Regions from separate parts of the Sus scrofa genome. Here all the other regions are linked to region 1. The links are chromatin contacts, called in public Hi-C and HiChIP or PLAC-seq maps. All regions are on one chromosome and are shown on one strand. Each heading gives the region's core, a stretch centred on a gene start, on an enhancer-like site or on the middle of the called end of the contact. The rest is flanking DNA. Distances are from core to core; before and after follow the strand shown. Region 1 holds the start of RND3 (Rho family GTPase 3). Region 2 holds the start of RIF1 (telomere-associated protein RIF1). Region 3 holds the start of MMADHC (methylmalonic aciduria and homocystinuria type D protein, mitochondrial). Region 4 has its middle 180 kb from the start of MMADHC.

Region 1 (5,851 bases), core at 2,507-5,006:
GTTCAGAAATTCGCCATGAAAAGCTTGAGATGAAATGGAAACTGTTAAAGGTACTTGAAATGATTAGTTGCTGATGCTATCCTTCTTGCTAGATGTATTTCACTGGTGAACAACAAACCAGTTTTGGTGCAAACAGTCTGCTCTTGGAACCCAAGCAGTTCCTGGCTGTGTTTAATTAACTAACATTCCACCTCACAAACATAATGGGATTCTTAAAAACTCCTTTATGCCTTTTTTCCATTATGTATAAATCTAAATTTCAATTTGAACTAAGATATCATTACTGAATAATTTTGCTATGTGATTTCTTTTAATCAGTTTTTTCATGCCTTTATATTTCAGTTAAATATGCATCAGTTTTGTTTCATTAAACAAAAATACAAGTGATTATTTCATGACAGACTTCATTTCAGGTGATTATCTTTAATTCGATGAAAGGCAATGTTTATAAAGTTGCCATTCTTTGTGCACAGGTAATTTAGGGGTAATAAGTGCCAGGAAATCTCATCTCCTTGGTAACTACACATTTGATTACTCATTTGTTCATCCAATAGATTTTATTTGGTGACTACTGTGTGCAAGGCATAAGCCTATGTATGCAGAGACTACAAACTGTAGAGTGTGGATTAAATACTTGAAGATATCTGAAGTGATATTTATCTGCACAGGTGAAGCATAACCTCCAACTATAAACTGCCCACATTTTATTTGTTTTCTAGTCTTTGAAAAGCATGTGCCTAAAAAACAAACAAACAAACAAAACCCAAACAGTTAATTTAGCCCTTTGGGCGCCTAATCTAATCTCCGTTGGTGGTCCTGTGATTCACGAAGCTTAAGACAAGGAAGGATGTATAACCCAACATTTCTATGAGCCCACTCCTGCCTCCTCCCTACCCAAATGAGTCCTTCCTAAATACACCAGGAAGCAGTGGCTCTGTGCAGAACCTGGTTTGATTTGTATGTGGTGAAAACTGCTGTATAGGACGCCAGCCCTGGGACTAATAGCTGAAGCCAACCAACATCCTGGAAGACAAAAAAAAAAAACTTGCCTATGTGATGATCTAAGGCCAAGAAGTATACAGCTGGGAGGGATCCTGCACCTTATGTTGCTCTGTATCCTCCTTTTTTTTTTTTTTTTTTCCCAGATGACAAAATGACACTCAGGGAGGTGGGGATCTGCATACAGAAATCCAGTCGCTAAGATGTGAGCACACCTTTGTATCAACAACTGGATCAGACTCACAGACCCAGTGTCTAAAAAATTCTTATCCTGCATTAGGGCCAAACAGGCTGGGGATTACCCGTTTTAATTATTGGTACCATACCAGCTGTCCTGCCCACTAGGCATAACAAAGACCGTGATATGTCTGGGAATTAGAGTCCATTAAATACCAAGGTGTGTAAAAATCCGATGGTGGAAACTACTGAAATAAGAAAACACTAGAATTCTATCACTACCTCCCTCCTAGTTTCCAGAGTACATGCAACCTTCAATACAAAACACAGTGAGGTCTCGGTTCAGCTACCCTTGGCGAGGCTCCAAGGAGAGCCTGACTCGCCAGGCAGAAACAAAATCCGCACATCTTACTGCAGCCCTCTGAGCATCTGGCACTAACCGTGAGAGGCGCTCGAGAGACTTCTCACTTGCCTTTGTGCAGGGACTGCCTCTGGCGACCCTGTCAGTCTGGCCCCTTCCGGGTGCTCTCTAATCCCCTGCGTTCCTCGGGGGCTCCAGAGGTGAAAGCCGAGGGCTGTGGGAAGCTCACACAGCTCAGAGGCACCTCCACGGGGCCATTCCCAGCTGAGCGCAAGTCCATCTAGTAGGAGGCTTCCCTGCCTGACAGCAGAGCCTCCGAGTTGGCACTTATTCATTTCTCCTAGGTAGTTTCACCCAGGATTTGATTTGGTTCATCCGCAGTAGCCCAGCTGCCTACTAAACTCCCAGATCTAAGCGCAGGGGCCTTCACCCGGCCTTCCCGCTGGCTCCTCCTCCTCCAGAGGCTACACCCTTCCTGGAAAGGGCATTATTTCGGGCACCGCAGGGAGGGGCGGCTGGTGCCTGGGTCCCAGCCCCAGATTCTAGGTGATGCTCCCTCCCTCACCGCGCCGGACCCAGCCCGAACCCGTAGCCGCGCGGGGGGCCTTCCCATCCTCTGGGTACCCGATTCTCCCAACACCGCGCGCCGGGTGGGTGGGTGAGCGCGTGGGAGGGCGATAACCCGGTCTTGAACCCCTGACCCTTGAAAATAATTCACCATGCCAATAATTCAACTGGACGGGAAGGTCACAGGCGAATGGTGCGGCCCGCGGCCTGGTAGGCCGGCGGAGGAGGGTGATGCAAGGGGTCACGAGGGAATGGCGTGGGCCGGGGGACACGAGTGATCACGAGGGTGGGGGAATTCGGATCTGCAGGTTGGCGCTGAGGACGCAGGCAGCGGGGAGAGGAGGCCGGGCTACCGCCAGCTGGGTGCTGCCCGCGCCGCCAGCGCATTCCTGGCAGTAGGCGTCACGAGCGCCGCGGCTGCGTGCGCTCCCTTTACTTTCTTCTCCCCCCCGCCCCCAAACGCGGGATCCGCACGTAACTGCGTCGCTTCGGGGATTTTCTCCCACCTTCCACCACCCCTGCCTTGCTCTCCGCCTCCCCGACAAGCTGCAGGTCCTGGAGTGGCACTCATCCAGTTGGTTCCAAGGCGGCGCACGCATCCCTCCGCCCCCAACATTTGCCGGGAGGCGACCCGGACACAGCTCGGCCCCCCAGCCACTCGGCTACAAGGATTTTCCACCACGGGGTCACCCTTCGGGCACACAGCGCTCTTCCCTTCCCACAGCTACCCCCAACCCAATGTCGCCCCCCCCCCCCGCCCACCACTCAGAAGGGACCGCGGGAATCCCTCGCCAAGAAGCAAAGTTAACGGAGGGGAGCAGAGCCAGCGCTGATGGCGCGCTGGCGGATGGTGAGAGCGTGCCAAGCTTGGGGTCCTGAGACCCGCCGCTCACCCCCGAGCGGCTGGAAACCGGCCCGAGCGCCACGCGGTCCAATGACTCTCTTACCCGAAGTGTCCCACAGGCTCAATTCTATTCTTTGTGTGTCGATTTCGAAACTGGCCGTGTAATTCTCAAACACTGTAGGGACGTAATTCTGGACAAAATGGACAGAGGAATGGGGCAAAGAGGTTATTTTAAAATGCACGACACCCACAGAACACCCTCTGAAAATCGCCTCCTCATTCCCCAATTAAAGAAGTAAAACCCCCAAACCCACGACCACCAGACCTCACACTAAACACGCGGACCTTTTCCGAACCCCCCTTAACCCCCTCTCGCCACCCCCCTCCCATCTTCCAAGAGGAGAGGATCTGAATCTCACAACCCCACCTTCTGCACACATGACCGAACAAGTTTCAGAAGCTAACAGCAGAATGTGCAGTCGCATCCCAACCCTTAAACGCTCCCAGACCACTTTCCCTTTCCCGGCAGTCTAACCCAGGGGAAAGTAGTAAAGGGTGAGAAAGGCGGCTGAAAAAAGAAAAACGGGTGAAGTGGGGGAAGCCAGAGGATCCAGAGGCCCTCCTCACTCCTCGAAGCCCGGGCTGGCCCCACACTTACCTCGGGGAAGCAGTCTTTGGCGAAGACGTGCAGCAGCGCGGTTTTCCCACACTGACTATCTCCCACCACTACTATCTTGCATTTCACGTTCTGATTAGGATCCATGATAGATTTACTGGATAATTTCTGGCTGGCTCTTCTCTCCTTCATTGATCTTGCCTTATTTTCTCTTGGAACAGGAATTTTCTCTTAAGAGGAAAAAAATATATATGTTTCTCTATATTATAAAAAGCAGATATAAAAATACATCGCAAGGCTGATGGGAACCCCTGAAGCGCCGCGCAGATGAGAGCTAGAGGAGCAGGCTCGTTACTCTCCTCCAACAAGTTTTCTGCCTGACTCCACACCGCGCTTCCCAAGTCCAATTCCGATCCGACTGCTTTGTTTCACGCTCTCTGCGCGGCTTTATACGCCCGGCCTTCCAATCCTCGTTCTCAATGGGAGAAGGAAACTGATCCGCCTCCTCCCCTTTTATGGAGCCTGGGAGCGAGCGCCGTCTTCTTACTTGCAAAAAAAAAAAAAAAAGAAAAAAGAAAAGAAATGTAGACAGTGCGCCCTCTAGGGTAACCGGGCGGGATCTATTTCCAGACCAAGGCTCTGGGACAACTTGGAGATTGCAAAGACGCTTTGCTGAAGGATGGCACTGTAGGAGTACAGGAGGAGGTGCGAAATTGAATGTGCATTATTGACTTTTATTGGAATTACTTAAAGCCATTTTCATAAGGGCTAATCTACAGAAGCCTCGTGGATATTTATGAAAGCAAAAACATTATTCGCCCAAGTTAAAACATCATTATAAAACATAGGATGCAATCTTAGATGGGGAAGGGTTAAGTGGTTGTATTTTTTTTTTTTTTTTTTTTGTCTTTTTGCTATTTCTTTGGGCCGCTCCCGCGGCATATGGAGGTTCCCAGGCTAGGGGTCCAATCGGAGCTGTAGCTGCCGGCTTACATCAGAGCCACAGCAACTTAGGATCCGAGCTGTGTCTGCAACCTACACCACAGCTCACAGCAACGCCAGATCGTTAACCCACTGAGCAAGGGCAGGGACCGAACCCGCAACCTCATGGTTCTTAGTCGGATTCGTTAACCACTGCGCCACGACGGGAACTCCCAGTGGTTGTATTTTTTTAGGAAATGTTTTGTATCAGGTATATAGGCCATGGAACAATAGTTAAGCCAGGTTATTTCCCACTGGCTTGCTTGGGTCATAGTCAGAGACTGAATTCTGATACCTGTCAGTTTCAGTGACTTAGGATGAGGGGGGAAGGTTTTGAGGAGAGCGGAGAGGAGGTGGGAGAGGAAAAGAAAGAGAAGTGTAAGATGCTCATAACTGAGTAACATGAGACACCAAAATCTCATTCCTACTGCACTAGGGACCCAAACACACAAGGTCATTGTAGCCCCTCTTTCAGTGAGAAGAGGGGGTAAGAAGGATTCTGATCCTGCCTTTCAGCTCCTTTAACTGAAGCCTCCTCTTTTCAGGACTCAAAGCATCTTAGGCTCAACCCAGAAAACACAAATATCCTTAGCTGAAAAATGCAGGTACAACCTTCCACTCCCTTTCCACCTCGCCTCCACATCCATCTCCCTACCCACCCATCCCAAAGTCTCAGAGAGGACTAAGAATGACCATACATTTGTTCTCTCTTCCTTATAAAAAGCACTTCTTTTCTCATCTTCATCATCTCCTGTGCTTCAGATGATCAGGAGTTTTCACCTATTTAATTTTTTTTTATTGAGATGTGGTTGATTTACAATATTATGTAAGGTTTTGGGTATACAACATAGTGATTCAAAATTTTTACAGATTATACTCCATTTATAATTATTATAAAATACTGGCTATATCTCCTGTGCTGTGCAGTGTATCTCTGTAGCTTATTTATCTTATATGTGGTAGTCTGTACTTAATATCCTACCCCATCTGGCCTCTCCCCTTACCCCAAGGTAACTACTAGTTTGTTTTCTGTATCTGTGAGACCTTTTTGTTGTTGTTACTGTTTTACTAGTTTTTTTTATTTCACATATAAGTGATACCATACAACATTTGTTCTTCTCAGCCTGACTTATTTCACTTAACATAATAACCTCCAAGTCCATCCATGTTGTTGCAAATTACAAAATTTGCAGAGGTTTCACCTGTTAAATTGTATTAAGGACACTGACCCCAAAAGCCATATAGGTTCCCCTATAGACACTTTTAGGTTTGTAAACAAGAAGAAGATGAGGTCAAAAACCAGAAA
Region 2 (5,851 bases), core at 1,822-4,321, 880 kb after region 1:
GGAAGACTCTCCTAGTACTTTAGATCAGACTGGGTAAAGATCAAGGAACCAAGGAGGGGGCACGCTGAGATAATGGCTAAAACCCAATTCCCCCCAAGGCTAACCCTCAACTCTGCCTCAGCAGTTTATAGCCAAACCAATGAGATACTCATTTTAGCAGGTCTATGAACAAAGAGCTATGTCAGTATAGAGACAGAAACATTTAATTCTCCATTGGGATAGAGTAGATGAGTGAAAGACTTCATTAAAAGATGTGATTTTAGGAGTTCCTGCTGTTGCTCAACAGGATCTGCAGCCCCAGGACACAGGTTCCACCCCTCGCAGGCACAGTGGGTTAATGATCAGGTATTGCCTTAACTGCCGCTGGAATCTGATTCCTGGCCTGGGGACCCTATATGCTACAGGGAGGCTGAAAAATAAAAATAAAAATAAAAATTTTTAAAAGATGTGATTTTAGTTAATCATTGATTACATTTGAAAAATTGACTTAATGTTCTAAACACAAGAAACAACACAGGCCTTTAAAGACATAGAAAAGTTAGAGATCGTGGCAAGCTATTCAGAATCTGGCTGACGTGGGGGCAAGGCTAGAGGTGAAGCAGTGGTCCAAATAATAGGCTTGTGTGTTATGCCAAGAGTTTTGCAATTCATCCTGTGGTTGATGGAACTGCAAAGGATTTCAGGTATGGGAATGACAATGATAAAATATTACATAACATTTTAGGAGATCATAGTTCTACACATTTGAAAGAGAAGGATGAACATTCCAACCTCTTTGTTACAAATGATCAATTAGAAAAAAAAAAAAATAGAACAGGAGTTCTTGCTGTGGTGCAACTGGGTCTGTGGTGTCTATGAAGTGCTGGGATGCAGGTTGGAACCCCTACCCAGTTCAGTGGGTTAAGGATCTGGAATTGCTACTGTGGCATAGGTTGCAATTGTGGCTCAGATCAGATCCCTGGAATAGGAACTCCAGATGCAATGAGGTGCAAGAAAAAAAAAAGGAGAGAGAGAATAGGACGAAGACCCTATATGCAAGAAATTTACATTCTAATGAAGGGACAATTAAAAATAGATATATAATGTAATATCAGATAGTGATAAGTGATAGACAGTAAAGCCAAATAAGGCACACAAGGATTGGGTGAAGGTACTTGTCTTAAGGCAAACTCAGTGTTCTTTCCACTATCCACTAATCTCATAGCTACCATAAAAAAAATAGGGTTTCAGGATCATCTTTCACTTTCCTATACAACGGCTCCATTATACTGAAACTCAGTGTTGCAAACCTGCCCACATATTTCACTCATTGACTAATAACTTCTTAACCTTCCTTTTTTTTTTTTCTTTAGGGCTGCACCTGGGGCACATGGAAGTTCTCAGGTTAGGGGTCGAATCGGAGCTGCAGCTGCTAGCCTGCTCCACAGCCATGGCAACTTAGGAGCTGGGCCATATCTGTGACCTACACTGCAGCTTGTGGCGACGTCAGATTCTCAACCCACTGAGCGAGGCCAGGGATCGAACCTGAATCCTCATGGTTAATAGCTGGGTTCTCTGCCACTGAGCCAGACGAGACTTCACCATCTTAAATATCTGGGTTGTCGTGCTTCTGACCAGAAAATGAGGAGCAAATTCCCCTTCAAAGGTTAAGGAACTTATCAGGCTGCACTGAAAACCTTTCTCCGACATTACTTCCATAGTGTCTCTACACTTAACCAGACACAGCTCATTATTTCCTATTTCTGTAGGTTGGCTCACACAAAGTTGTAGGTCTCCTTCCCTCTCTTTCATCTTTTTGTTTAAAAAACATGCTCTGTGTTGAGCGCTTGGTTTGGCAGAGGCTTTGCTAGGTGCAGATAACACAGAAAAGGGCAAACCACCGCTAATAGTTGTGTGTGGATAAGTAAAAGCTCAAGCCAGGTGCAGAGAACCCATGAGGCCACAGTGGAAGGACCAGATGCTGTTGGGCCTTAGTTGCCTGGTTTAAAGTTGACAAAATTACTCAAGAGACTCAGAGGTCTAGGAAAAGGGGAGCAACATATTAGCACTAAGAACCAACTTTCATTAAGAGTTTACTGTAGGAGTTCTCGTCGTGGCTCAGTGATTAACATATACGACTAGGAACCATGAGGTTGCGGGTTCGATCCCTGGTCTTGCTCAGTGGGTTAAGGATCCAGCGTTGCCGTGAGCTGTGGTGTAGGTCGCAGACGTGGCTCGGATCCCGAGTTGCTGTGGCTCTGGCGTAGGCTGGTGGCTACAGCTCCGATTCGACCCCTAGCCTGGGAACCTCCATATGCCGCGGGATCAGCCCTAGAAAAGGCAAAAAGACAAAAAAAAAAAAAAAAAAGTTTGCTGTAGTTTCTCCAAGTGTTAAGTCCTAGCCAAACCCCACCCTTCAACCTCTGAGGCCTAATAGAAGAATGCAGATCCTACCTAAATCTACCTAATCACAATGCCTAAGGGCGGGTCCCAGAAGCTTGCAGTTTAATTATGAATAGCCCCAGGCCATTGTTATGTACACTTAAAACTTGAGAGTCCCTGGCCTCTCCAACCTCTTCTCACTTGGCTTTCTCCTGAATTAGATACTATTATCATCCCTATTTTACTGAGGAGGAAGTTGAGGCATAAAAAGGTTGATTAACTTGCCAAGGTCATGAAGAACAAGAGGTTGGAATCTAGACCAATCTAAATGCAGGTCTTAGTCTTTTTTTTAATATATAATGATTTTTATTTTTTTCCATTATAGCTGGTGCAACTCTTAGTCTTAAACATCACCATCCAATTATCTCCTCTTGCTAAATGAGTTGTTGCCAATACTTTAACAAATACTGGAATTGCAATTTGAAGACAGTCTGAAGACCCACTACCTTTAAAATCGGTGAACTTTGGAGATTTACATTTTGAATTTCAAGACCCTCGCTGGTTAAATTTAACCCAACCACCTGCAAGGTGACCTGGGGGGCAGGGAGGGGACACAGCAGGAGAGGGAGAGAGGTGATCGATGACTCCGGTGCGCCACCGCCTGTTGGATTGACTCGAGCCTCTCCGGCTAGGCCTGCCCCACTCGCGCGCGCTCCGGGCCCCGCCCCCGCCGCCATCTTGGTTTAGGAGGGAGCTGGCCGCACGCGTGAGTAAACAGCCCGAGCCGGAAAAGTCGAGCTCTGGCCGCCTCAAGGTGCTACGGGGCGACGGCGGAGGAGACGCAGGCCTGTCTTTGTACGTGGGGTGAATATTGGGATCCCAGTGCTGGGCGGCTGGAAGCTTCGGCCCGGCGCATCCTCCGCCCCCTCGCGGCGAGACGCCTCGCGCCCCGGGTTTCTCCCGCCCCCCGCCGGTCTCCTCCCCCTGTTGAAAGCTGCCCGGGAAAGTGGTGGCGGGAGCGGGCCTGGGCTGGGGCGCGGCGTGGGCCTGGGTGCGTGTGGCGGGGCAGGCGGAGATTCGGACTGTGGGTCCCTCCGCCTCCAGGAGCTCGCGGCGTGGACGCCGTGGGGCTCTGGGGCCGGGTCCCTGCCGGGCCGCGGAGGGGGTTGTTTCCCTCGGTCACCGGCTCTTCCCCTCTTCCGGTCCGGGCCGCAGGGTGGCCGACATGACCGCCCCGGGTCCGAGCCACCTGGCGCCGCTGTTGGAGACTCTGGAAGACCCTTCCGCCTCCCAAGGAGAGCAGACCGACGCTTACCTGACTCTGACCAGGTGAGGCCTGCTGGGGGTGGGGGTGGGGCGCCCTGGTGGGTCTCGGGGAGAGGGTACTGCAGGTGGGGCGCAGCAAGCGAGCTTGTGTATTCTAGAGTCTGGGAGCTGTGCGGGCGCTCGGGTCGCGGGCTGGTGGTGGGGAAGGTATGTGCTCAGTGACGTTCACTGTTGCGGGGGCTGCTGCCCTTGAGGCGTGTGTTTGGAATGAGGAAGCCCGCACGTGTGTCTCGCTTGCAAAGGGTTAGGGAAAGTTTGCTTGGAAGTAAGCGTGCTGGAGTAGAGGTTTTTCAGTGTAAGCCATCTCTGTCTTGGAACAGTGTGGGGCAACCCAGAATTGGCTTTTTAGTAGAGAGCAATAAGCCGAGTTTAATTTAAGTCGCACATGCTTCGCGGCTTATTTTTTCCCCGCAGACCGTATTTTTCTGAGTTACTTAGAGTTACTTGGAAATTACTGGAAAAGGGTTAACAGCAGGTACAAAATGATGAAGATTTGAGTAAATTTCTAAGTAGGGATAGATTTCGCTTTTACATAGTGAAACTGTCAAAATGTGTCTATGGATGCACAAGTTATTGTGAGGGCGGCTTTGCATTTATTTCAGTTGTATACTGTATTATATATTAAGTTATCTTAAGCACTGAGTCAGTTAATTTGCCAGAGTTCTAATATAACATTTAAAAAGATTATGCAGGTATTTCAGGGAGTGATTATAGTTTTTTTATGTCTTCCAATTGCATGAACTTGTGTTCTTTCCGCTTTTAAGTCGTATGACTGGAGAAGAGGGAAAAGAAATCATTATAGAAATTGAGAAAAAACTTCCTCGGCTCTTCAAAGTTTTAAAGGTATGTATCTTTGTTGTTTATTAAATAGCTTGTGGGGAAAATGTTTTGCCAACTCAACTTTGAACGTAAAGTAAATAACAGTAGTATTATTATAGTACTGTTTGAGGATTTACAGTGTATTGAGTGCTGTCTTAATTACCTTACGTGTTTTCTCTTATTTAGTCCTCCAATCCTCCATGTCCCAGTGGGGTTACTCTTTAATCCCCACTTTGCAGAAGAAATTGGTTTAACTTGCCTGAAGTTGCCAAGGCACTTGAATCCAAAACTTGCATTCTTAATGTAAAAGTGGTGATCAGAGTTCAGTGATCTGTTTGTAGCAATCCATTTCTAAATAAATGACTCTATAATTTTGTCATTCATTTACTGTGTGGGTAACATTCTTTTTTTTTTTTAAATCTTACCCTCAGTTTTTGCCGCAGTTGCTTGGTTAAAAAAATCCTTACTATGGTTATCTTGTTTGCTTGTTTATAGGGAAGTTATATAGTTTAATATCAAACCAAGAACCAGTGCCCTTGTCCTCACTTGCTTATATGGTGGTTTTGTGACTTTCCTTTACACCTAACTTTTAAGTTCCTTGTTTTTAGAATTCAGAGGTTAAACTAAATCTCCACAGTCCCTTTGAGTTCTTATTTTTACAACCTTGTTTTCATGCTTTTAGACAGGATTATTCCATCAAGATGTTTATTGCACGTTTTAGTGTGTTTTCTGGCTAAATGTTGAGGCATTGGGGGTAATGCCTTAGCCACCCTACAGTATTTGTTAAAGTTAGTGCTTTTTGTTCATGTAAGAAAGAACTTTATTGTGTAGTAGTTCAAGATTTATTAATATTATAAACGTATTAATGGTATTACTTACTATTATTTACCATTTTTCTTCATTGTCATGTTCCACATTTCAGCAGTATAGTTGATGTGATGAAGACATGCATCATGTATTTGGTGTTTGAGAGCATATAGGATCAGGAACTCATTTGCATGAGTCAGGTTGCATTGTTGGAAATTGGGTTTGTAACTAAAATGCCAGATGAATAATTATTTAGAAGCATGTGGGTGATTAATAACAGTTGATTGCACAGATGCTACTGCTATCTTGGAGATAGTCTTAAGTGTTTATTGGTGGTTGTCTCAACTGATTGCTTTAGCATCCTTTTCTGTCTCAGGGTTTGATATTTCAAATGTTTGGTTTCATTAATTATAAAAGGGGTGCTCCAGGGAAGTGTCTGTTCTTATGTTTAATTACTAACATTTACTATTTTTCCTGGTCAAGAGTAGCAAATAGTCAGGAATTCCTTGGATAACTGTTTTAGAGGAATATGAGGATT
Region 3 (5,851 bases), core at 1,172-3,671, 780 kb before region 1:
ACCTCCTTTTTAAGTCTCCAAAATGCAATGCCTATTTCCGGAGCATTCTGCCCACCTGAAAATTTAAGCATCCTCCCTTGGGTATGTTCCTAACCTGCTTGAAGAGACAAAAATGATAATTCTCAATGAGCAACTGCGATATTTCACACAAAAGACCCAGATTTTGGCTGTTCTTAAAAACTCTGAAGATCTGGCAGCACTGGACTCACATTCCCAAGTGACATTTAGTTGGCCACACATCACTAAGGAAAGGTTTCTCCCTTTATACTGGAAATGAGTATTTCAGTTTGTACAAGTCCCCACCAAAGTGTCTTAATTTACCTGTTTAGCCTCTAAAGCATGGACATTTCTGACCCTTGCTATGTATGCTAACTAAATTGTTGAGGACACACACATGTGCATATTTCATTACTAACATCTATTCAGCATTTACAATGCATATAAGCTAACACAAATTTTTAAAAGTATATTTATTATTTTATGTAAACTTCTAACAATAAAGGATTTATAAAAGTATTTTTCAAAATGCCCTACTGAAGTAATTTATTCATTCAAACCAAAATAAAGCCAGGTTAAATATTAGCATCCTACCTTAATTAATACTTCTTTGAGAGTAGAACACCATTCTTTTACAACATTCCCTTCCTATGATTATGCCTAGGTAAAAATTCATCTTAAAACATGGGCCAGACTTGTGGTCTACTTTTATGACTTGGCCCTATAGTCTCATCCTTACACTATTACTATATCATGTTCAATTACAGGAATACTATTCCTGTTAATTGTTGTCATATTAGTCTTCCTAACATGTAGCTCTAATTACATCACCAACATTTAAGGAATAAAGTCCAAATTACTGAGTTTGTTTGGATCCACAATCCAACCTCATTTCCCACTTATCTCTTTATATTTTATCTTACATTAAGGAAAATAGACCTGAGTTACCGATTTTTGAAAAGAGGGGAGGGTGTCACCGAATATTCCTGCTATTCTGCCCACCCAAACCTCAGATTATCTAAATCTCACCCATCTTTCAAAACTCAAATTAAATGCTTCTCTGATTAAGTGAACCCAAACCCTACATAGATACTGTGCTCTGAATCTGCACTGTACCTTTGGGTAGCTTAAAAAAAAGTTTCTATTTTTATTGTAACTGTTTTCACATATGTCTTATGTCCTCTACTATATGAACTCCTTATGGCAGGATGTGTCTGAGTAATCACTGGACAGTTAAAGTTAGTAAATATATCTGGTCTATGGGAATAGTATCTCTTAGTCTCATTTTGTAGTATTTGTAACGTTATTTCCTGTACTGAAACTGCTACAAAACCTTCAGTTGACCTAACCAAAGAAACAGAAAACGTCTTAAAAACAGATTCTAAATATTTACTGAAATGGCTTTTAAAAATGTTGAAAGGATGCTGGTACCGAATTTTTTTCTAAAAACGAATCTGTAGAATAAATACACCTGTATTGAAAAGTTTAAAGCATATGAACCTAACTGCACACCCTTTTGCTTCTCTTAACATTTCTGATACACTAAGCATGAGTAACATTGTGCCACCAGTATCATTATAAGTAAACCCTTCCACTTTCCTAGCAAGTTCCCAAACTATTTCATTACCATACTGGTGCTTAAGAGACTGATTTACTCACATTGGCCATTTCTGGCGGAAAGGGCAGACGCAAATTATCTTTCCTTTCGTAAAGTTATGCCTGGGAAAGGACAAAACAAAACAGGCCGGTGACGGATTCAGCTCTGACAGACGGCTCGGGTAACGTTCACCACTGCCTGTGTCCCTCCACCGTCAAAGGCACCGAAGTGCAAGCTCTCCCCGTCCCCCAAGGAAGCCAGGATTCGTCCCCAGCCCCTACAGCGCACAGACCACGGTCCAGAGGCCGTGCAATTCTCGGCCCGGTCTGTGTCCGCAGAACACAACTCCGACTAGATGGGGTAGACTGAGAGACCGTCCACCAGTACGGAATCCTGAGGCCCCGAGCAGGTTGTTAACACAGGCCTGACCACAGCTCTAAGCGAGGGTGGGGAACGTGGAGCCGTCCACCGGGACAGCGTCCTGAGGCTCCGAGTAGGTTTTTTAACACAGGCCTGACCACAGCTCTAAGCGAAGGTTCGAGCAGCGCCGAGGGATGAGAAAGCAAAAAAAGTCCTAAAGACAGGACGACAGGATGACTGGGGACAGCGACAGGAGCCCTCTCGGAATAGGGGCAACACTGAAAGCTGGGGCACGAAGACTGGCGAATTTGGAGAGAATAACGCGGGTGGAAACAAGCCGTACCAGTCACCACCGCCGCCGCCTCCAGCTGTCCCAGCGCTCTACGCTTCCCGTCTTCAAAATGGCGGCGCGACGGCGGCGGGGTGAGCGTACGGGGGCAGCGAGCAGACTGAAGGAGTTGCTTCCGAGCGCGTCGATGGGCAGGATCGTCGAACCACCGCTGCGCACGCGCACAGTAGGCTTCCGTAGCGCCCCTTCCATTGGATAGTCCCGCCTGGCTGTGGGAGGAGAAAAGGTGAGTTGCGGTGACAAGACGGAGGGCTTGTGAGCTGAGTTTTGATGGGTCTTTCCTCTTTCCTTAACTCAGTGAAATATTTGAAAGCCTTCACTCTCCCTAACACTTTCTTTTTGCTTCTAGGAAGTATAGTCCTCTGTTCTTTGTAACGTGGTTTTTTTTTTTTTTTTAGTTTTTCGTGACTTACTGTTTTTGAGAATAGGGCATTTATGTTTTTCTCTTAATAGGCTCAGTAAATATATATCAAATGATGGACCTAGAGATTATCATACTAAGTGAAGAAAGCCAGACAGAGAAAGATAAATATAATATCAATTATATGTGGAATCTGAAATTTGACACAAACTTATTTACAAAACAGAAACAGACACACATAGAACACAAATTAATGGGTTCCAAAGGGGAAGAGGTTGGGAGGGATGAATTGGGAGTAGGGGAGTTAACAGAAAGGACATTACCATATATAAAATAGATAAACAAGGTTTATTGTACAGCACAAAGTACTTTATTCAATATCTTAGAATTAACAAGGAGTTGAAAGAATATATGTCAAATGACTTATTTATAAAGAGTATATATTTTCATTTGTCAGTTATACTTAAAAAAATTACCCTAAGTCCATACTTTATTCATGCAGATATTTTTAGCTGGGTCATGGTGGGCAAGTTTCTTTTTTTCTTTATGCGTTTAATTTCCTTACTTCTAAAACAAATAATAATAATGCTTAACTCGTAGATTGTTTCTGAAGACTAAATCAGTTCATCTATAGCTAACACATTATAGCGAGCACGCGCATGCACACACACACACCTCATAGCTTGAGAATCATAGAGGGTTCTGAGAAAAACCACTGAACTAAGTCTTGAAGTTACTTACACCTCGTTATTTTTTCATGCCTCATAATTTCTCTTTCAATTTGGCTCACTTGTCCAGGTTATATAATAAGATTTCTGGTTGAATGATATTCGTAAGCTTTTTGAATCTGGGAACCATATGTTATTCATTATTGCCAGGACAGAAAGTCCTCTGTCAGGTAGAGGTGGAAGTTAAGAGTCAGTGGTCAGTGGAATGGCAGGAGGCTGTCAGGAATAATTTCATAGTAGAAGTGGTGCTTGATCTGTGTTTTGAAAGATGAGTAGGTTTTTTTTTTTTTTTTTCCCTGAATGCCAAGAAAAGACAGAGGGGTGAGGACATTTCAGTCAAAGGAAGCTGTGTGGTCAGAAATAAGGAATTCAGAACACTATGGGCAGTTGGGAGATCCACAAGTAATCAAGGGGTTGAGTTGGAGGTTGACAGGGGCCAGATCATAGTTGGGCTTCAGTGTGTTACTAAGGTAGATTAATCCTGGAAGCAGATTTATGTAGAATTATGGCATTATCAGATTTGTGTCTTGGGGAGATCTTGGCCTTCAGTATAGCAGATAGGTTGGAAGGATGTGGAATTGGAACTGAATCGAGTGGTTAGGAAACTATTGCTGTGTCCATGAGAGCCTGATTTAAAGGTGAGGGGAAAGTTGAGGAATCAATACTGCATAGCTATCCATTAGTTGCAGATGAGGAAAAGGACAAGTTGAAGAGGACCTTCTAAATTTTTGACTTAAGATTTATGGTGAATGGAGTTGCTTTTGCTGAGATTGGGAATCCAGTGATAGTAATTTGTGAAATGTATGTTGTGTGGTGGCACTTGGGATTTTCCCATTATTTATTTTAATTCTCATAACAATCCAGAAAATGGGTGTGTTATTATCCTTATGTTAAATTTGAAGAAAATAAAGCACAAATAGATTACATGTATCACCAAAGCTTCCAGGGCTGGATTTAAATCTAGTCTCTTTGGGAGTTCCCATCATGGCTCAGTGGTTAATGAATCCAACTAGGATCCATGAGGTTGTGTGTTCAATCCCTAGCCTTGCTCAGTGGGTTAAGGATCTGGCATTGCCATGAGCTGTAGTGCAGGTTGCAGATGCTGCTCGGACCCTGTGTTGCTGTGGCTCTGGCGTAGGCCAGCAGCTACAGCTCCAATTTGACCCCTAGCCTGGAACCTCCATATGCTGCAGGAGCAGCCCAAAAAATGGCAAAAAGACTAAATGAATAAATAAATAAATCTAGGTCTCTTTGGTTTAAAAATAGTGTTTTCTTTCCCATAGGTGTTGTCTCCTAGGAGGAAAACAGGTTTTAGGAGAAAAGTAATGAATTTGATTTGGAATATCTTGAGTTTTAAGATGCCTGAGGGGCATATGTATTGGATTGTCAGTAAGTCATTTGGAAGTAGGCTTGTAGTTCAGGAAAGTGGTTTATGTGGGAGACAGAGATTTGAGGGTCATTGACGTGTGTAACGGTTAAAACTGTGGGAACCCCTTACTCTGGAGGTCAACAATAGGCTTTAAGGAAGGAAGGTCTGTAAAATTCCAGAAAATGTGTGCAGATTTTTGTATATTTGTAAGTAGATCCACCCTCTCCCCTTCCATTGAGTGAGACCGGGAATCAAACCCTCATCCTCATGGATTCTAGTCAGGTTCGTTACCGCTGAGCCACGACAGGAGCTCTGCCTCTTCGGATTGCTAAGGAGTTCATGACCCTGGTAAGATCAAGAACCACTAATGTAGAATATAAGGGAAAAGGGCACAAATCAGAAGACTAGGAAATATTAATTAAAGGGGGTAACAGAAGAAGAAAAAATGAGCAATGGCGACTGAGAAATTTTCAGTCAGAGGGTAAAAGGACATCAGGAGAGTATTCTAGACATCAAGAGGGTAATTGCTCAATTTTATTCGATGCTGCAAAAAGGTGTTATCAAGGACCCAAACCAATCCGTTGGATTTGATAACTAGGGCAATGGTGACTTTGTCAGAGGTATTTCAGTGGAGTAGTAGGGAGGTGGAATTTTGGTAACACGGAGTATTTAAGGGATGAAACACAGATTCTTGAGGGGAGAGACCTTCTTCACTGTAGTCCTTGGGCGTCATTGTATTCCTGCCACAGAGATGTGATTGGTAATATTTGTTGAAAGTTGAGCAGGTGAAGAAGTGATGACCATTAATAACCAGCTACCATTGCTAACAGCTGCTTTCTGTTCTGTTGTTTCCAGGCTCCATATTGAATAGTATTTATCTACCCAGTGACTGGGCTGGAGAGGCAGTGGTGTCTCTGTATATAAATGATGAAACTGTGACTTAGAGAGGCTTAGTAAACTGCCTGATGCACACAACTATGTGCAGTGATGAATATGAGAGTCAAACTTGGATTTACTCCAAAGTCTTTGTTCCTTCCGTGGCAGTAAAGCAAAGGAGAAGAGAAAGGTGTGAGTATTTGTCTCTCAACTG
Region 4 (5,851 bases), core at 2,112-4,611, 610 kb before region 1:
CCTGTAATTTTAGTAATGGGGACCTGGATTTGGAAGAGAATGTCTAGGTAAAGAGTCCAAGCTGGCACAAAACTGCCCAAAATATATAAGGAGGTGGGCTTTCAAGAGTTCTGACAAGAGAGCAGTTGGATGGAGGAACTTGACTATGATGCATTAGACATATCAGTCCCAGAGTAAACGTTCACTCAGTCAGCTTGTGGTTTTGTTTTCCTCGTGACAGAATATTGATTTGATGGGTTCTTTTCTTCTAGTTCGCTCTACAGGTTTTATTTTAAGCAGCTTCTATGTTGCTCTCTGTTATACCTTGGCATCTTAGAAGGGTTTCTACGTAACAGTTAGGTAGTCTTGATAACTTTTGTCACTGAAACTAGGTCCTTCCCAATCAAGTTGAGAGAGAGTCAGAGGAGACCTTAATGTGAGGCAGAATGAGCAGACTATTTGGCATCACAGAACAGAATTTTTTCTCTAATGCATCTGAAGGTGTATTTTCAGTGAAATTGTTAGCATTTTGTTTCTTTGCTTTCTCACTTAGAATGAGAGGATAAAAATACTTAGAGGATCCCCATGCTGGAAAAAAATAAAATAAAATAAAATTAAAAAAATACTTAGAGGAATCTTGTGTCATTAAAAGAAATAATGTATGCAAAGAATCAGATTTAGTAAGTGCTCAAAAAAGTTTCCTTTGGACACTTTATTACTGGAAGGCTATTTTCTAGCTTTCTCCTCTCTTACTTTCTAGATTGAATGTACCTCAGGGTAACTGCCAGAGTCAAATTCTTTTTGTAAAAAGATAGTATCATTATAGGTCAAGTATTTTGTATATGCAATGTACAATTCTCAATTAAAATGACAAGTAATATAAAGTGATAATAACATAATAAGAAATACAAATAGAAAAAAAATGGGAACAGGAAAAGACTATTAAGGCCTGAAATAATGGAGCAATCAGACATAACAAATTAAAATAACTATCCTTAATGTATTCAAGGGGATAGAAGAACAGATGGGGGATTTGGGGAGAGGCTAGTAACTCTTAAAAGTCTAAGAAATTATAAAATTGGAAGATGAAATATTTGAAGTTGAGGACTCAACATGTGACAGGAAAAGCAGATTAGATACAGCTAAAGAAAGAAAAAATAACTGAAGGATAGGCCAGAGTAAAATATCTAGAATGAAACTCAGAGAAGCAAAAGAGTGTGGGAAATAGAAGAGAGGGCCAAAGACAGTCAGGAGGTCCTACATGCATGTAGTGGAATCCTAGAGAAAGAGAGAATAATGCAGAAGCAATACTTGAAGTAATGCCCGAGAATTTTCTGAAACCAATTGAAGACATCCAATCCTTAATTTCAAGTTCTACATATTATGTCCCTAGGCAAGATCCAGTTTCCTGAACGGCCATCAGGGGGGTCAGCTCATACAACCAGTGCTGGAGAATTAGCTGCGCATGAATGGAACTTAGAACAGTAAGAAATGGAGGGTATCTAGAAAGATAAATTCCCCTTCCATTCTTTTCCATTGACTGTTCCTAGCTGTGGTTCATTCTTGCAACCCCTACATAGAAGTTAGTGTGCTCAGCTACTAAGCAGCCTATCACGTCTCTTGGTAGTTTGATGAAATATGTTACCATATGTTACCATATTTCATTAAACTTGTATGTTGAATTCCTTGTATATTTTTTTGCCTCATTACCCCTTTTCCATATTCATACCACCCTGGGGGTACACTTCTCAAAGTAAAACATACATTTCCTAAGCACAATGTTGATAGAAAAAATACCGATTATAAAGGAGTATATATATTGTATGGTTTCATGTATGTAACATGCAAAGACAGGCCCAACTAAATTATAACATTAGTATTCAGGATAGTGACTAATTTGAGAAGGAAGACAGAATAAAGACTAGAGATGAGGGCCATTAGGGGAACTTTCCATGGTGCCTACAACTTCCTATTTCTTTGACTAGAACAGTATATATGTTAGTGTTTACTTTATGAAAACTTTTTGAATAGCACATTTGAGTTCTTTTCTATATATGTATTATAATTCACAATAAAAATGTAAACATCACACTAAAAATAATTTTAGGCGTCTTTCAAAATATGCAGTGATGGTTTTTGTGTCATGTTACACTATTTGGGAATCATCTCCCCACTTGTTAACTAATGGCAAGTATTCTAAATGAAGTTATACTGTTTGCTGGACGTCTTAATGCAGTTGACCCATAACACACATTTTTTATATTAAGAGAAAATGTTTCTATTCCTTTCTCCTTATCAGCCCCTCCAAAATATTCACATATGACCATGGGGCAAACACACAAAACATGAGGCTCATTTGATTCTCAGTGAACCATATGGTCCATCTAAACTATTACACAATTCCAGACTCTAGCCAAAATAAGCAAAAAAAAAAAAAAAAAAGTTTTGGAAAGAAAGCTAATGCTTATTCAACATCTATTATCCGTTACGGACTGCACCAGGACCTTATCTTTTGAAATTTCATGACAACCCTGTTAGATAGGGAGCCTTATCCTTATTTTAGTATCATTGATATTCATGTCAAATTCCCAAATAGATAATAAATGCTGCAAATGCAGCAGTTATTATTTCAATTCTTGGTATTGCATTAGTGCTAAATTAATAGATTATGAATAAGCCTTCCTAGGCCTTGATTTTTGATATCTAATAATATCAAAATCACCTCAAGGAGAATATGAGGTAAAATATCATGAAGTAAAATTTTAGTGTGCATTCATTCTACACATTTGGATCCTAATCATGCAATTCCCTGCTGCCTCTTGGCAGGGAAGCCAGTTCCAGGAAAGAGTTAATCTTCCTTTTAAGACATAGTTTATTCTCTTAACATTTTTCCTCTTTTCACTGCAGAAACAGGCCTATTAATCATTATTTTGAATCAAGGTTATGCAAGTCCAGGCAGTTCCAACTTGCAAACTGACGGAAGTTTGACCAACTAAGTCCAAATTTCCAGGACTACATTTAAGCACAGTGCACTTGTACCTTTACCTGTACTCATACTTTGCCAAGTGCATTTTCTCAAACTTTTCAGGGCTGGGATGCCTTCAAACCCGAAACAGCCTTCCTTGTATGCGGAATTTCCTCCATGCAGACCTCTAGGTGTTATAACACAGAGGCAGGTTGTCCTTGAGTGAGACTGATAGATAAATGAACCCATATTTGCTTCTTTGTTTCTCATCCCCTAACTTCAGCTGCTTTCTACCCGCTCCTTCCATGGCCAGTGCTTTTTCCTGCTGTTTGGCTCTCATGGTTCTTAGTTTAGCTGGGTTATAGCAGGTGGAGGTGGATTCATTATGGAGAAAGATCTAGCCTCTGTTTGCTTGTTATGTAGTTAATAAATCACCTTTCCCAGGGCACATCAGCTGAGCCAAACTAAAAGGAACATTTCTCAAGGAGGCCAAAAGGCAGGATAAAAATCTTTCCCAAAATGCAGTTTACCAAAGTAGCTGCCAACTCTACTCTTTCTACATGGAAGGCCAGTCTTCGTCTTATTTGTAGTCTCTAAAGTATGATCTGATATCTCACAGGCATTTCCTTTCTGGATCTTATTTTAAAATTAATTCTCATTTAATGTGGGCTTATAATGTGGTTGACACTGAATAAGAAATTTCACAAGTTTCTTTCTATCTCACTAAGCCTCAAAGGCAACTTGGTGAAGTAAATATTTTAATCCTCACTTTATAGATAAGAAAACTGACAGTCAAAGAGGTTAAGTGACTGTTGAAGTCCTCCTGGTAAGCTACAGAGCTAAGGCCCTAACCTCCACCTCGTTCTTTCCACTACACACAGTTTGGGAGGAAAAGTAATTAATATGAAGATTCATAGGCCGTGTGCATTAAGCTGCCTACTTATACTCAGCAGGTCTATTATAAGATCGTTATATTTATAAAGCGCAGGATTATACATGCAGTTTGCAATCAGATACCTACAGGGATCAAACTACTTAGTTCATAGTGCTTTGATCTTAGCCAAGGAAAGGTCTTTCCTGAATCCATGGAGCAGATTGTGAGGCATGCTCCTCGGAGGTAAATAAGGAAAGAGAGGTGATATTAACAAACTTTAAAACCTAGATAGTCAGAGATAATATTTGATGATGCAGCACAGAGCTTTCTTATAGTAAAAAGCATAGTTTAACTTAGATAAAAATGTTGCAGTGGGATGACTTCATGACTGTTCATGAATGCAATCAGCTTCCTTACTGAGCATATTCAATTTTTACTGCATGAAAAAATTTTGGTGCTATTTTAACCCTCTCAAGTTCAACTTGCATTTTTATGTTCATTATTTTGGGAGTTGATGTTTAATAGGGATAAAGATAAGCTAAAGAGAGGAGGGAAAATTATATCTGTTTGTAAGATTTTTAGTGGTTTAATCTATAGAGCAGAGTATAGCTCAGGGAAATTCCTGTGGTGATATCTGTAAGCAAAATGTTTTAGCAAAATGTTAGATTTACTGAGAAGGCCATGTTACATTTTTCTTAAGTTGAGGTTGGAAGGTAGAAAGACTGACAAGTATTTTTTCTTTTTTATCTTGCCCAGAAACTTATACACACACACCTGGCACAACACATGTCATTCAGGTAGACCTCATCATTCATTAATAAGGCATCAACACAGTGTTGATTCGTTCATATCTTTTTCTGTAGAATCTAATTGACCATCCCCTTTGCAGAAAAAACTGATGAGTCCTGTTGTTGAAGACCCCTAAGAGATTCAGATAGTTCAGGCCAGGATTATATGTTCCATTTGCCTTTCTGATTCAGCAAATGAGTTAAGAAGTCACTGTGACTTATTCCATTGTGGCATTTGTTTGGTCCTTACACCTTTGATTTTAGCGATTTTTAAAGGCCCTTGCTGTTGATGCTGCCATTGTTTATTGGGGGAATTGAAAATGTAGTTATACATAATCATGGCTTATTGTGTTTGCTTTTGTAGAAAGAAGGATCCAGAGGGTAAATGTCTTCTTGGTATTTTCCAGCAGTGTGAACCATTTCTGGAAAGTGGCTATGATGAAAGTCCCCAGCTCAGGCACTGTTGTCATAGTCCTCTGTTCGCCTACTCTCTGGCTTCATGACCCAGTTCTTTCCTTTGCTTATACCACAAACCTTGTAGTCATCCTCACACTTCAAACACTGGAAATCTGTTTCTACTTTTCAGATATAAACCTGCCACTTCTCACCAGTACCATGGTTGCCACCCCTGATCTGAAGCACCATTATCTCTTGCCTGAGTTTCTGACTAGTTTCCCTGCTTCTTCCTTAACTTTCCTACAGCCAATTCTCAACCCAGCCCTAGAGTGATTCTTAAATATACTGCTCCTTAGACTAGAAGCATCAGCAGAACCTGAGAGCTTATTAAAAATTCAGAATCTCAGACCCTGCTCCAGACCTTCTGAATAAGAATCTGCATTTTAACAGGATCCTCAGTTATCATAAGACTATCAGTAGTGAAAGATTATGAAAAAAGTGATCAACCAACCAATGAACGAAAACAAAAACTCTTTGAATTTATCATAGACCAAAATGCAAAAAAAAAAAAAAAAGCCAAAAGTAAAATTTAAAAACATGAAAAATGGGTATAAAAGTGCAAGTCCTAATTTGTATTTTTTGACTCAGCAGATCTGGAATTCCTCTGTCAAGCTGCTACAGAAGTTTCTAAATACCCCAAAATCTTCACTAAAGTTTTTGCAGACCAGTTTCATAGACTGGCACCTGCCCAAGGACCACTCCCTCTCTTTCAGATCTAGCTGCTGGCTTTGCTCTCCTTGATGGTCCTGATATCACCTTTGTGCTTGGGGCCTGTGCTCCAACTGTTCC

The links. A called contact is a pair of places that touch in the nucleus more often than the background predicts. HiChIP or PLAC-seq counts read pairs in DNA pulled down with a chosen protein or histone mark.
Region 2: a contact with region 1 is called in a Hi-C map of embryonic fibroblasts, with 6 times the contacts expected there. The contact joins the promoter of RIF1 here to the promoter of RND3 in region 1. A contact is called at or near these places in 3 of 47 Hi-C or Micro-C datasets (embryonic fibroblasts, heart right ventricle and omental adipose tissue).
Region 3: an H3K27ac HiChIP or PLAC-seq map of alveolar macrophages shows a contact between it and region 1. The contact joins the promoter of MMADHC here to the promoter of RND3 in region 1. A contact is called at or near these places in 3 of 5 promoter capture datasets (fetal liver, fetal skeletal muscle and liver), 25 of 47 Hi-C or Micro-C datasets (adipocytes, adipose tissue, alveolar macrophages and 16 more) and 2 of 2 datasets of contacts at active chromatin or transcription factors (alveolar macrophages and skeletal muscle).
Region 4: a contact with region 1 is called in a Hi-C map of liver, with 2.3 times the contacts expected there. The contact joins the enhancer-like site here to the promoter of RND3 in region 1. A contact is called at or near these places in 2 of 5 promoter capture datasets (fetal skeletal muscle and liver), 11 of 47 Hi-C or Micro-C datasets (embryonic fibroblasts, liver, mesenteric adipose tissue and 4 more) and 1 of 2 datasets of contacts at active chromatin or transcription factors (skeletal muscle).

The regions. Positions count from the first base shown.
Region 1 is chr15:1,713,494-1,719,344 of Sscrofa11.1, reverse strand. It overlaps RND3 (Rho family GTPase 3), which reads right to left and starts at 3,756. Exons shown (of 5, transcript NM_214296.1): 1 at 3,607-3,756; 2 at 3,052-3,139. The coding sequence starts at 3,756.
Region 2 is chr15:829,256-835,106 of Sscrofa11.1, reverse strand. It overlaps RIF1 (telomere-associated protein RIF1), which reads left to right and starts at 3,071. Exons shown (of 35, transcript XM_021076097.1): 1 at 3,071-3,216; 2 at 3,577-3,690; 3 at 4,452-4,530. The coding sequence starts at 3,587.
Region 3 is chr15:2,495,650-2,501,500 of Sscrofa11.1, reverse strand. It overlaps MMADHC (methylmalonic aciduria and homocystinuria type D protein, mitochondrial), which reads right to left and starts at 2,421. Exons shown (of 8, transcript XM_003133258.4): 1 at 2,298-2,421; 2 at 1,657-1,716. The coding sequence starts at 1,665. LOC102159998 (a long non-coding RNA gene) reads left to right here and starts at 2,404. Exons shown (of 4, transcript XR_002339312.1): 1 at 2,404-2,529; 2 at 5,617-5,827.
Region 4 is chr15:2,321,116-2,326,966 of Sscrofa11.1, reverse strand. No RefSeq gene overlaps it. Among named protein-coding and RNA genes, the nearest start is that of MMADHC, 180 kb to the left of the region's middle. Within about 2 kb of position 3,361, at least 3 of the 83 cell types and tissues checked have an H3K27ac peak or open chromatin away from gene starts, as enhancers often do. A contact at or near this core is called in liver, where this site is marked.